Linked DNA regions of Mus musculus: all the other regions are linked to region 1. Evidence: chromatin contacts called from public promoter capture Hi-C data. All regions are on one chromosome and are shown on one strand. Each heading gives the region's core, a stretch centred on a gene start, on an enhancer-like site or on the middle of the called end of the contact. The rest is flanking DNA. Distances are from core to core; before and after follow the strand shown.

Evidence for each region. Promoter capture Hi-C pulls out the DNA fragments that hold promoters and counts their contacts.
Region 2: a promoter capture Hi-C map of pre-B cells shows a contact between it and region 1, with 3 times the contacts expected there. The contact joins the promoter of Wdr45b here to the promoter of Cant1 in region 1. A contact is called at or near these places in 3 of 39 promoter capture datasets (the C10 cell line, neutrophils and pre-B cells).
Region 3: a contact with region 1 is called in a promoter capture Hi-C map of liver, with 4 times the contacts expected there. The contact joins the promoter of Atp5h here to the promoter of Cant1 in region 1. A contact is called at or near these places in 2 of 39 promoter capture datasets (liver and pre-B cells).

What each region holds. Positions count from the first base shown.
Region 1 is chr11:118,416,915-118,421,409 of GRCm38.p6, reverse strand. Cant1 (calcium activated nucleotidase 1) reads left to right here and starts at 2,292. Exons shown (of 5, transcript NM_001025617.2): 1 at 2,292-2,480; 2 at 3,756-3,836.
Region 2 is chr11:121,351,841-121,356,266 of GRCm38.p6, reverse strand. It overlaps Wdr45b (WD repeat domain 45B), which reads left to right and starts at 1,820. Exons shown (of 10, transcript NM_025793.3): 1 at 1,820-2,040. The coding sequence starts at 1,974. Rab40b (Rab40B, member RAS oncogene family) reads left to right here. Exons shown (of 6, transcript NM_139147.3): 6 at 1-146.
Region 3 is chr11:115,417,341-115,422,018 of GRCm38.p6, reverse strand. It overlaps Atp5h (ATP synthase, H+ transporting, mitochondrial F0 complex, subunit D), which reads left to right and starts at 2,100. Exons shown (of 6, transcript NM_027862.1): 1 at 2,100-2,127; 2 at 3,503-3,633; 3 at 4,084-4,180. The coding sequence starts at 3,512. It overlaps Kctd2 (potassium channel tetramerisation domain containing 2), which reads right to left and starts at 1,893. Exons shown (of 6, transcript NM_183285.3): 1 at 1,513-1,893; 2 at 1-36. The coding sequence starts at 1,851.

The sequences.
Region 1 (4,495 bases), core at 1,043-3,542:
TCCCAGACACTCGGAAGGTTGGAGTATCAGTTCTGGGGTCATCCTCAGATGTATAGCTAGTTTGAAGACAGCTTGAGCCACGTGTTTCCCGGGATTCTCTGGATTTTGAAGGTTCTCATTTCTTAAACAGAGATTTTGTGAATATGATGTGCTATTCTCTCGCTGCCTGCATTTTGTTACTAGAGTGTAGGCTACTCCATGGAGGGTGAGGAAGTTCAGGTACTTTTCCGATCCTGTGGCAGCTATGACAGCGTCTCCCATAATGCAAAGAAGAATGCAGATCTTCTGGCTTTTCTTAGCCATGGAGCCACTGCAGACTGCTGCTCTGGAGGACATGTACTCACTCCTGCATGAACACGTACTTTGGGCCAGTAGGTTTTCTTCTAGGAATTTATCCTAGGTACATTTTATAGTTGTGCTTTAATAACACAAGGATATTCCCTGAAGTATTGTTGAAATGTGAGATTTTAGGTATTCCAAAAGAATGTTTTAGGGTGGAATTAAATAGCTTCCCTATGGTCTTGGGTAGAAGACTGTATATGGTAAAAAACCTCATTGGTCTCCTGACTCTACAGGAGTAATTCTATTCAAGGTCCCTAAAGGTCAGTTGCTGGGTAGTTGCAGGACTGTGTCATTCAACTTCTGAAGCTTGCAACGAGATGATGAGAAAGAAGTGTTGAAGCTGGTAACAAAAGTATCAATGCAACCCAACATCTCCTAAACAGACCTGTGTGCCTATGGAAACATCATTCGGATAAGGTTAGTATTGCACAATAGCAATACGGAAGGGATGGATTTCTTCTTAAAGAGATATTACCATAGCTACAAAAGAATTGCACACCGTCTAAAAGATATGACAGGGCTGAGAAGAAAACTCAGCTGGCAAAGTGATAGACTTGCAAGCACAGAGGTGAATCCACTGCCCAGAAATCATGTTACGAAAATGATGGGTGTGGTGTTGCAATCCTGGTGCAAGGGGTACTAGAGCTTCCTGGGACTCACTGGGGCTCAGTGGCCAGCCAGGCTAGCCTACTCAGCCAGTTCCAGGCCATCCAGAAACCGAGGTTGTCCTCTGGCCTCTAGGGGAACGCAAGTGCACCTGTGAATATATAAACCCACACAGATGCGTGTTCTCTCTCTCTCTCTCTCTCTCTCTCTCTCTCTCTCTCTCTCTCTCTCTCTCTGTGTGTGTGTGTATGTGTGTGTGTGTGTGTGCGCGCGCGCGCGCGCGCGCCCCTGGAACACCGACTCTGCCATCTCTCATAAAGGTTAAGCTGGGCAGAACTGAGCAATGTATTATTTAGAGTTGCACAGCTATGTGTTGTCTGCAAAGGAAGGCTTGAGAAAGATGAGCACAGTATTCGGGACCATGCCTCCCGTTGCAGGTGTAAGGAGAGGAGCTGGGAATTGGAAGGAATACCTAGAGTGCTTTAAAAATCCTACGAGCAATCTGCTATTCCGAGTGGAGAAGCTGTAACAAATAGAAGGTGGCTGATTGGGACTTGGTTTGGTCTGACACGAACATCAGAGAATTCAAGAAAGATGGCCTGCCAACCCAAGCACAGAAGAGGGAACCCAGCACATTTCTATTTTTCACATGTAATTTAGTATATATTCTAACGTTAGTTAGTGTATGTCCCAGAGGACAAAAAGGGGTGGAAGAAAGGGTTGTTTTTCACCGTGTTGGGTTACATATTTTGAATTCGTCCCAACTGTGCATCGGTTACTTCCCAGAAGGCTTTTGGGAGACTCAGGGATGAGGCTGAAGTCAGGAGGCAGGGCTGACTCTCTCCATGGTTGATGAGGGCCTCTTAAAGTCCTTACATGCCACCACTGTCTAGGACTGAGCCGGTATCACACAGCACAGAGCTCAGGGCAAGGCAGGCTGGGAAAAGATGAACCGGGGTCCTCCGTTTGTAAGGGCTATTGACTACAGTCGGCGGCGGGAACACACCACCATCCTCTGGTCCTGCTGTGGAATCTGGTCAGCATTGGCTATGACCAGCTGGAACTGCTCAGAAGAGGGTCTGAGGACTAGGGCGGCAGAGAGGAGTCCTAACTTCTAAACTTCCTGAGACGAAGGTCGGGGGGACCAGGCAAAGAACCCTGAAGCTTAACTGGGGAACGACAGACAACTCCTTTGCTGGATTTCCGCGCCTCAATTACAAGCTCAAGCGAAAAACTACGATTCCCAGCAGCCCGGCGCTCAGTGCGCAGGCGCAGAGCAGAGACTGGGTGGGCGAGTAGAGGAAGACACATAGAGCAAAGGCTGCCGGGAAGACGTGGCTGTAGGCAACCGAGAGTGCGGCGCAGGAAGACACTTAGAGCAGAGGCTGCCGGGAGCGCGCGGCCAGAGTGAGGCGCAGGCGCAGAACAGAGACTGCCGGGAGCGCGCGGCGGGGCGGAAGTGGCCGCCTGCCCTGTCCGGCCCTACGCAGGTAGGCGGCAGCCCGCAGGCTCCGGAGCCAGGCCCTCAGTGGGTGAGTGACGGTGCGCCCGCGGCCGGGTGCCCTCCCTCGCTGTGTTCTGGGGCCTGTTGCCACCCGCATCCGTCCGGCCCGGCCCCAGGCACCTCAAACTCCCCCCCGCAGCTAGGCTGTGACGGGTGCCGGACAGACAGACGTCTTTCCCCCTCTGGCTTGTGTGGGAGACCTCCCCTTTCTGATGAGGGTGCCGTGCTGAAGTAGTGCGAAACTTCTTCCTCTTCTGACTAGCATGCTTCAAATGCCCCTAGCGACAGTACCTTCCCTCCCTCCCTGCCTGGCCTGGGCACGGGCTCTCCAGTTTGGCACTTGATCACCTCTCTAACAGACCCACCTACGCACCCCATCCTCACCTGTAACCGCCCACTTCCTTGCTCCTGTCCTGGCTCTTCTTGCTGTCATCTAAGATTGGACCTTCCCCCTAGGCAGCATAGTGCACTATCCTTTTTTACTACCCGACTACCGACACCCCCTGCTTCTTCTGCACACCCCCTAGTCCCTTTCTGCACATACAACCCTAATCTCGGCTAGACTCTCCCAGCCTCGAAGTCGGGCATCACCTGGTCCATCCTTACAGAGCTTCCTGCCCCTAGCACCTGTGACATTCATACGCCTCCAGTAAACCCAAGCACCTTTCTGCAGTCACTCGGGAGTGCCTCAGTAACCAGCTTCATTTCCCAGTTCCATCTCAGGTCTATATACTGGACAAAGCTTAGACCTGGGAACCTGGTCTCACGGTGTCAGTGGGGCCTGACTGACTAGATCTTACAAGCTCCCAAGACTGTCCTGCATGTACTGCAGACCCTGCCTTGGGAACTCCTTCTCCCTGCCCCTCTGGGGCTTGTCTGAGGACCATCCTTCTGGACTGGGCTACAGGCCCTCCTTTGAGCTGCTCCCTAGACCTCGGCCTAGCAGTCTTGCTGGAACCCGTGAGCACAGCCTACTTCCTTCTGGATAAGACAAGGGATCTCTGTCACATAGAGCCCAGAGCGTCTTTGCTTGGCTAGAGACAGAATTCTGTGTGCTTTCTTGCTTTCTTTGTTCCATTTGACCTGTTATAAAAAAGTAAATGCTTCTTGCAACTGAATGGACCATGTACTGTGACCATATTGTCCCTCAGTCCCCTTTACCACGTAATATGCACCAGTGTGTCCAGGAATGCATGACATCCTCTGCCTGCTGAGCAGCGGGGACAGGAGGAGAGGTCTAGAGAGTGGAAGAGGCAGGTGTCCCGTTGCCACCCACCTGACTGTGGCATGTGTGCCCATGAAGCTCCCACAGATACGTGCGACCCTGTCACCTGAGCCTTGGAACATCCTTCGCAGTGTGGCTGTCTTCGCCGTGGCCATACAGGTAGGTGTTCCAGTGCGTGTTAGTATCTGTCCTTTGAGGACAGTGGATGGCAGTCCACACTCCTTCCCCTCTCTGTCAAGAGGCATGAAAATACCTATTAGAAGCCAGTGAGTGTTGAGAATTTCTGGAAAGCTTGTCTTAAATGCCAACACTGAAGGAATTAAAACCTTGTATACTGACTTTAAAGACTTTATATTGGCTTTTCTTTTCATCAACACAAGACAGATTGTCTAGGAAAAATTAATAATAACCCTGATCCTAGAGAAGTCCACATGCAATGAAATAGAAACTCAAGGCAGCTCCCGTGCATTGAGAGTGAGCAATTGTGAGCAGTAAAGTGCAGGTGAGCGTGAGCTGAGAGCCATCAGGGTGGTTCTGAGGGTCTTGCCTTGTCCCCCAGCCAGCACAGGGCGGGGGCGGGGGAGCTCTGGGACAGTGTGGGCTGTGTCCAAGGGTGCAACTGTGTATTCTGGAATTGAGTTCTGGTCTGGGTTGGACTGGGATTGTCAAACCCCTGTGTTTTCAGGCATGCTGTGTTTGGGGTATCACTTTGACCTGGAGGGCAGCTCCTTTGCTAAGTCCCTCCCAGGGCACTGGGGATGCAGACTAAGCAGAAGCAGCAGCGTTGTGATGCCACAGATGCAAGCCGGGGAGGGTTC
Region 2 (4,426 bases), core at 571-3,070, 2.9 Mb before region 1:
AAGATATCTCCAATTATGTTGAACAAAGCCAGCATTGTTTCAACAGATTAGCAAGGAGAGAGGTATTTCAGTAAAGGAGAAGTAAAAACAGTTATTTAAGGACTATGTTTCTCAATAAAGTGGATACTTGCTCCTCTCTTGACAGAGTCGTGGTATCTCTTTCTAGATCCAGGTACAGCACAGCTCTCTTCTGCACTTGTCTCCTTGCCTGTTTCATGATGTTTACCCCAAAGCTTAGTTTTGTCCTATGTCATCTTTGGAAAGGATTTCTTCCCAGAGAAGAAATGCAGAGAAAACACGTAGTGCTGTATGTCATGACGAATGCCTAGTATCCCGGTTCTTGGGAGCTTGAAGCAATATTACTGTGATACTTTGACCAACTTGGAGCTACATCGTGAGTTCCAGGGTTAGAGAATGAGACCTTGTCTCAACAAGATAAAGTGGAAGTACTGAAAGAAACACGCTCTCATGTGGCTCCTGGTAAGTGTCAGAGGTTTGTTAGAGCTGTGGCCAGACATTTCCCTAGAGATGAAGCCCTTGTCACTCCTTGCCAACAAAAAAACAAAAACCAAAAACCAAAACAAAGCCACCACAACATTCTGGCGTTATAAAGGCTCAAGTATAGGTCTCTCTTCTGGTCCTGCTGCTTAGGAAGCTAGACCCTATGAGAGATTAAACAACAGGAAAACTGAAATAAGATAAAGCTTGGATACCCTAAGTTTTTATTAGTGATTTACAATGTCTTAACATTTTTTGAGTCTCCAGATACATAATAACAATGTCCTTAGAGAAGCAGGAGTGTAGCCATCTGAGCCACTGAAGGCCTGAAGCTGGGGTCATCCAGCCCTGTGGAGATGAGGTGAATAGATATCCAGAGAGGCAGGTGAGTGTGTAAGCCAGTGAAACCCGAAGGAACAAGGCCTCCTTGACAGTGGCCAACTATCAAGACATCCTGCCAGGACCTTCACAGCCACCTTATTGTTGTGCAAATGTTCTCACAGATGGTGAGACCGTTTAGGGCTTGAACATTCATGCCTCAGCTGCCCTTTCTTAGGTTCATAACTAGAGAGATGAAAGGACAGTCCCTGAAGTGGTTTCCCCTCCCCTCTTCAGTGCTGATGGGATGAATGGTGGGCTGTGTGGGACTAGGGTCCTTCTGCTTAAGCTTCTTGAATCCTAAGACGCTACAAGTCTTCATTTGGGGGAAAGGATGGTAAACAGGTAAGGGGAGAAGCCAGTGAGGAGAGAGGGAACCAGAGAATGAATTGTAGTAGAGAGGAGAAAGCACCAGCTTCCAGAGCCATCCCAGACCCCTGTAAACAGAGCACCCCAAACAACAGTCGCGAGGTCTGGGGATCTTTTCTGTGAGGTTATGTCCTATTATGTCTCTTTGGAAATTTGTGTCTGTGAGAGGACGTGTCAGATGGTTGGGAAAGCTCGGGAAGAAATAGGGGATAGTCTGTCTGTGTTTGTCTCTCGGGGAAAATGCAGGTACCATTACACGAAGGCTGCTTCTGGTCGAACACGATGTGTATCGTGGGAACGCGGTGAGGGTTTCAGGAGACTGTGTTGTGGGCAGGAGCGTTGGCGCAGTCTCTTCTCTGCCCTGTCCTTGGTCCCATCAGTCCTGCCCTGCTTGTGTGAGTGCGGGGCACCCAGCTCTCTCCGCAGCTTCCCCTCGGCTGCGTCCTGCCCCGCCCCTTATGGACGCGCCCGGCGAGCCCTCGCCACCTACTTCCCGCCACCTACTTCCCTGCAGTGGACGCGTCTGTCCCTCGGCGCTTGCTGGTTGCGCGCACGCGCGCCCACAGATCCGCGCGCACTGATGACGCAGCACTGACGACACACGCACGACGCAAGTCCCCAGGACCCTGGCTTCCGGCCGCGGCGGCCCTAGCGCCGCGCGACCGGAGAGATCGCCTGGTTGCGAGCGGTATGCGGTGCTGAGGAGCCACAGTCCCTACGACGGCGCCATGAACCTCCTGCCGTGTAACCCTCACGGCAACGGGCTGCTGTACGCCGGCTTCAACCAGGACCACGGTGAGACCCCGGGCCCAGCTCCGTGGTAACACCCCAGCCCTTCCGGGAGACCCCGACCCAACGCTACCGCGACCGCAGGGCCCCGGAGCTGTCGCGAGCGTCCCCCGGACCCTAACCGGAGACTCGGTCGCGCCCTGAGAGCTCAGACTCTGGCGGCTCTTTCAGGAAATCTCCGAACCGCTCTGTAGGGAGGACCCCCCCCCCCCGCGGTCCTTTCCAGCCCGGGCACCCATAGCGGGGAGAAACACCCACCCCACCCCACCCCTCCGCGCGCTGCCGCCGCCCGGGTCGGCGGGCAGTGCCACTTTTTTACCGGGTACCTAAGAACCCGCAGGCTTACTGCTGGGCGTCAGGGTCTCCAGCGCTTACGTTGCCAGCGGGTGGCGTAGCGGGACCTGCCCGTCGCGGGGCGGCAGTTTGTCGTGGTTCTTGCGGCTGGCACCTTCGTGGAGTGTAGGTTCTTCGCCTTGATGTCTTAGCTGTACGCCTCTCCCTCCCCTCTGGTATTTTCTTCTGTTCTGTAGGATGAAAGGACTTACATGATTTGCGTTCCCGTGACTGCCTCTTGCCTCTTGAGTTTGGGGTCTTGGAGAAGGTATTCTTGCTTCCAAGATAATGGGCGGGAACCCCTCTTAGTGGGGATTATATCCCCGAGACGCTTTTTCTGCGTAACCCTCACTGTCCTGGAACTCACTCTGTTGACCCTGTCTCTGCCTCCCGGGGTGCTGAGATTAAAGGAGTGTGCCACTATGTCAGCTAACTTCCCTTTTCTAAATCTCCTCAAGGGAAAAGGGTAAAGGCTGATACTCTGGGCTTCTAAGAGTTATAACATCTTAGCTTTCCGTATGTAAAATTTCGAGGTGCTGTAGCAAATGTATGACTTACTGTCTTGGAAAGTGAACTTAACTTGATTTTTGTTATTGTTGGGACTGGATCTTGCTCTCCTGTTCAAGCTTATCTTAAGCTGTGCTCCAGGAATCTTCCCTTCACAGTCCCTGGAGCAAGTGGGATTGCATGCTCACTCTATTGCCCCTGGCTAAGAAGATGAGTTTTTTTGATTTTTATGTTTATTTTTATTTTTGAGACAATTGGCACTGTGTATCTCTGGCTGTCCTGGAACTCCCTAAACCTCCTTAAAAATGTTCACCACCTGGCTGTTTTTATTTTTGAGGTGGGGATCTTACTATTACAGACTATAGTTAGGTAGTGCTTTAAGTAGGTAGTGCTATTGTGCATCCCATTTGCATATATTCTCTTAGAGTCCATGTGCTAGGCATTTGAAGAAGTTTGAGGGATGCGTTCACTATAATCAGAACCTGTAGGATAGCTATAAGCTATAACATTTCCAAGGTAAACCAAGGTAAGAGGGAGAGAATGTGCATAGCCCATTACAAGTGTGGAAAGCCTTCCTTTAGATCGGACAGAGATAGGCAAAAGTATTATTGTCCTGTGGAAGCACAGACAGTTCTGGGAAGAGAGCAGTTAGACTCCAGTGTGGTGGCCTTGAGCAGTACGGGATTCCAGGCCTGGTTGCAGTGTTAGGGTTGGTCCCATTGTGGAACTGTGAAGGAGCAAGCGCATGTAGCATCAGCACGTGGGGGCTGAGAGGCTCATGGACATCATATGAGTTCCAGGACAGTTAGGGCTACACAGAGAAACTCTGTCTTGTAAAACCAGAGGGAGAGAGAGGAGAGAGAGAGAGATTAGCTTTTATCCAGGTGTGGTGGCACATACCTTTAGTCCTAGCATGTGGGGAGGCAGAAGCAAGCAGATCTCTTTTGAGTTTGAAGCTAGCCATGTCTACAGAATAAGTTCCAAGACAGCCAGAGCTACATAGAGAAATCCTGTTTCCAAAAAGAAAGAGAGACAGACAGACAGACAGACAGAGAAAAAGAAAATAGCTCTTGAGCTAGCAAATTGTCTAAGTTACTTTTCTGTGTGATGAGACACCATGACCCAAGTCAACTTATACAGGAGTTCATTGTGAACTTAGAGTTTCAGAGGGTTAGGGTCCATGACCGTGATGTCAACGGGGAAGCAGGCATGTCACTGCAGCAGTGGCCGAGAGCTTACACCTGTTCCACAAGCAAGAAACAGAGACTGAGACTGGGAATGGTGTGAACTTTTTGGAGCCTCAAAGCATGCTCCAAGCGACACACCTTTTCTATCAAGACCGTATCTCTTAATCTTTCCTAAATAGTTTCTTCAACTAGGCAACAGGTATTCAAAACCATGAGCTGATTGGGGCCATTCTAACTCAGACATTCACAGGAATGTAGCCCAGTTTATGGAGCTTTCATGAGGTCATATAGGTTTGGGCTCCAGTACTTCCCTTAACTGGAGTGGTGATATAGTCCTGTAATCTCAGCCTTGGGGAAGTGGAGGC
Region 3 (4,678 bases), core at 851-3,350, 3.0 Mb after region 1:
AGGGTCTCTGTCAATCAGATACGCTCCAGTCTCGTCCTGTCAACCGAGCACAGCCAAGCAACATTTTCTAAATAGCATTTCCCTAATCCGCCGGGGCACTCAGGCAACAGTCACTATGTCAGCTAAAAACCATTTATTTATTTATTTATTTATTTATTTATTTATTTACTGAGCCGGTTTTGCTACAGTTTGCTTATTTTAAACTATTGACCAGAGGCTGGCTTTAAGATCATTTCAGGTCAGATGTCTTAGACGCACAGTCACTCCCACTGCCCAGGCCTTTATTTACTGGGTAGACCCACATTCTGTTAACATTCTTCTGTAGGGTACCAGCTACAGGGAGGGGATGAAGGAAATCTCATAGCTGTGTTAAGCGTTCTGACTCCTTCACTGCCCCTGGACTACAGTCCTAATTCTGAGAAAACTTCCATTCTATTGGCAGTTCTCCTGAGCCCAAGGCCAACATCAGTGGGAGTCTGCACTGGCAGCTGCAATCTCACACACCCTATCTCTGTGCCCAGAGGAAGCTTGGTACTGCCAGGACTTGGCTCAGAGCAACTTTAATCCTACTCATCTTTACAGTAAAAGAAACAAGAAACTGGCTTGTGTTGGCCATAAGGAAGATTTAGGGTATATAAAAATAATTCCCTATAAACAGGAGTTCTGGAATCTCTTAAGGTTCCCATCAATTTGGTATCAGAGAACAGATGAAACTGATTAAGGGTTTATGCAAGTCTACTAACCATGGGAGTGCTTTATGGTATGGATGCGTTTGAGAGTCAAAGGTCAACCTGCAAAAGTTACAGTTCAAACTGGAAATGAATGACGTCTTGCCACTGCTCAACCCTGTGTTTGACGCTACACATTCTCTGGGTCCTAACCTATCAGCCCATCTTTCCAAGGAGTGCATTTACTTTCAAAAATGTACCGAAACGGTGACTGTTACGGCACAAAAGGTCTGGGACCAGGATTTTATCACCACCACAGGATGTATCACAAGCACTTCCTGCAGCCTTCAGTAGTGGACGCTATCATTAAACCCCGAGTTTAATACCACTTTACACAGGGATGGAACAGGACCTGAGTCCTCCGAAAGTGACCAAGATGTGGTCATTCACCCTGACCCAGTTCTGAATGCATTTGGCACCAGCAGCAGGGGGCCGCCCGGGAGCCAAAGAAAAACTCATGCAGATCTGAGAAGGGGTGGTCCCCAGGAGGGGCAGGGAATGTGACAGGAGCACGAAGGGGGCTCCCGTGGGTGCAGGTAGACAACTCCACGCAGGAGCAGCTGAGAAAAGAGCGGGGTGCGAAGGGAAACCGGAGTGTGCCTGAAGATGGGGCAGAACTGGGACGGGAGATCATTCTGAGGTGGCCAGTGCTAACTCGGGGGGAAGAGAGTGGACTCAAGTCCGGGTTTGCAGGACCCGCTGGAGGGAAACGCGTCCCAGAGATCGGAGCACCAGCCTGGAATGGGTCCCAACACCCGGGGGCGCGCCCGAGGGCGGGGCGCACCTTGTCGGAGTCCAGCTCCGGGTCCTCCTGGCAGCACAGGCGGCAGAGGAAGGACTTGGGCTCCCGGCCTAGGGTCTGTCTGGTGGTCACGAAGTAGGTACCGCCCACGTTGAGCCGGACCCAGCGGGCGGCCCCGCCGCCTCCCGTCCGCTCCGGAGGTCCGGGCCCGGGCTCCAGCGGCTGCGCGGCGGCGGCGGGCTGGCGGCCGTGTCCGCGGGGTGTCGGGCCCGCAGGGCGAGGGCTGGGGGGTCCGCGGCCCGAGCCGCCGCCGTCGCCCATCGCACTGCTGCCACCCCCTCCCAGCCCCGCCACTGCCGGGTCCAGCTGCAGCTCCGCCATCTTGGGCCGCCGCTGCCCGCGCGCCGCCGGGCCGGCCGACTCCTCGGCGGGGAGAGCCGGGCCGGCCCATCGGCGGGCGTGGGGCAGGGGGAAAAGGGACCCCGACGGCGCAGGCGCCGCGCCCGCCTTCCAGGACGGGACTCCATGCTCATTGGCTGAAGTGTGACATGAGACCCGCCTATTGCTCGTTCGGATTGGCCAAGGAGAGAACTTCCGGCAACTCTCTTCCGTTCCTTGCTTGCTGGAGAGAGAGCACTCCGCCGGGGGTCGGTGAAGGTGAGTGGGGTCTGAGGTGTTGGGTCGAATCTCCACGGACTCTTTTGTATTGTATTCCAGACCTCGCTTCCACACTTGTTCCAGCTCCACGGAGGACATCGGGCCTTCGAGCTGCCCCGCTAGCAGAGCGCCCGAGGTCACTGCTTTGCCCTGCTCGCTTTCCCGCGGGGCGAGCCTGGGGCCTGGCAGTGACTTAGCCAATCACCGTGAATTTAGATGTTGCCACAGACTTTTGTCTCACACTGTGTGGCGATCTCAGGAGTGGAGTTTAGGGGTCGGGAAAGCATCACAGAGTTAGGGTGGTAACTTTCAGAGAGGACAAGACACCTAGCAGACTTCAACTCTACGTCCTTCCCTTCGAATGGAGGATTCCTATTCCTCATGAGGTTTACCGATTGATCTAATTAACTATTGGTCATTCTCTATGCTTATGACCTGTGTATGAGAGCAGGCTGGCCAATTTGTCTGAGAAACAACCAGCGCTAGAGATGAATCAGATAACAAAAAGTCTGTAACTCCTGCTTTCTCCAGTGCACTTCGTTCTCTGGCATCCTTAGTTCACTTGACAACTGTCTTAGTCTCTGTCTCTGTCTCTTAGAGACGTAAGCTGTACTGAGGAAGGAAGGAAGGAAGGAAGGAAGGAAGGAAGGAAGGAAGGAAGGAGAGAGACCGGCATTTGACAACTTTGATCGATAGGAAGGTATCCCCCACTCAGAGCTTGTGTAGATGGTTTCCACTTTTCGGTTGGCTCTCTTCATAGTTATTTTCTGTATCTCGTCTTGTTTTGGTCTCAAGACCGCTTCAGTCACTTTCTTTTCACAGTATCATTTGTGTAAAAATGCCTCTGAAAGTGCACAGTATGTGTGCTGTGGACAGGATGACCTGGGCAGGACAGTTCGAGTGAATGGCCGGGGTTGTGGTGGAGAGTCAGTGGCCAAAACACAGTAGCTTAGTTAGCCTTTGGGCAGCTTATGACTTCCTTTAGAAGTGTCTGCAAAGAATAGAAATGAGTTGGGATAGAGGAAGGGCAGCCTGGTAGGAGAGAACATGTTTATATTCTGGGTTGTAGAGCTTTATTTTGATGTATTGAGACAAGCTCCCACATCTCTCATGTGACCTTGAACTTTGATTCTCTGCCTCTACCTCAGTGTTTCTGGTGCTGGAGAGGGAACCCAGGACTCTGTCCATGCCAGGCAAGCATTCTAGCAACTAGCTACATCCCTAGCCCTCTTTCCTGGTTTAAATCCGAATTCTTTCATCTGTTGCATATATATACCCATCAAATGCTTGAGCTGATCCGTCTCTTAACGACTTGTATTTCTCTGGAATGGTCTCCTTCAGGGGTTCTCTCCAAAGGCGCTGTTTTGTTTTCTAGTATCCCAAGATGGCTGGGCGTAAACTTGCTCTAAAAACCATTGATTGGGTATCTTTTGTGGAGGTCATGCCCCAAAACCAGAAGGCAATTGGAAATGCCCTGAAGTCCTGGAATGAGACCTTCCACGCCAGGTCAGTATGCTGTAAGAGGGAGCCCCCATCCTTGATGCTGAACCTGGAAGCAATGTTTTGACATTTATCACATCCACTTAGTATTTAGTAAGTATATGAGTTCGAATCTGCTGCTGTGTGTGCCATATCAAAAGGAAAACTTGTGGGGTTGGCTCTCTGCCTTCAACTATGTGATGAGTCTTGGGTATTGAATACAGGTCCTCAGGTTTAGCAACAAGCCCCTTTACCCACTTAGCCATCTTGCCAGCCCTAGCTAGGCATTTCTAATAGTTCGACAAGAGGAAAGAAACAATGTGTTCTGCAAATGAAAGCATTTTTGTGGTGGCCCTTCAGATAAAAGTGTGCTTGACACTCCAGTGTGTCAGGGATAGGAGGTTGCTGTGTAACTAGTGTCTTTTGCTCATTCCAGTCCGGGAATAACAATGCTGACTTCCTTTTCCATACGAGTAGGTTGGCTAGTCTGTCTGAGAAACCACCTGCGATTGACTGGGCTTACTACAGGGCCAATGTGGCCAAGCCTGGCTTGGTGGATGATTTTGAAAAGAAGGTGAGTCTTCAGATAATTAAGTAAAGGTCTATCTTGCAAGGGGCTGGCAGGTGGGGGGAGTGGGTTTGGCCAAAGGCCCTGGGGTGGATTTTGTGAGCACCTGTAGAGAATCAGGGTTCAGTCACTTGGCAGTACAGGTAGCCTTGCTCCCAGGAGCTGAAGGACTTGGAGGGCCTTTAGTCTCTTGCCTGCCTCCTCCTTGTAAACTAACAGTTCCTCCCCCCGACCCCCTTCTCCAACCTCTTCTCTTAAAAACATGAGTTTCCTGTCTCTGGGTGTTTTTCCTGCGTATATTCCAGAGGAAGCTTGGTGGTACCAGATGCTCCAGAGTTAGAGTCACAGGCTGTTGTGAGATGCCATGTGGGTGCTGGGAATTGAACCTAGGTCCTCTGGAAGAGCAGCCAGTGCACAAAACTGCTGAGCCGTCTCTCCAGCCCCATCAGTGACCTGTGTTCTTTTGGTACCTGCACATTAAGTACAATAATATAATGTCTCTGG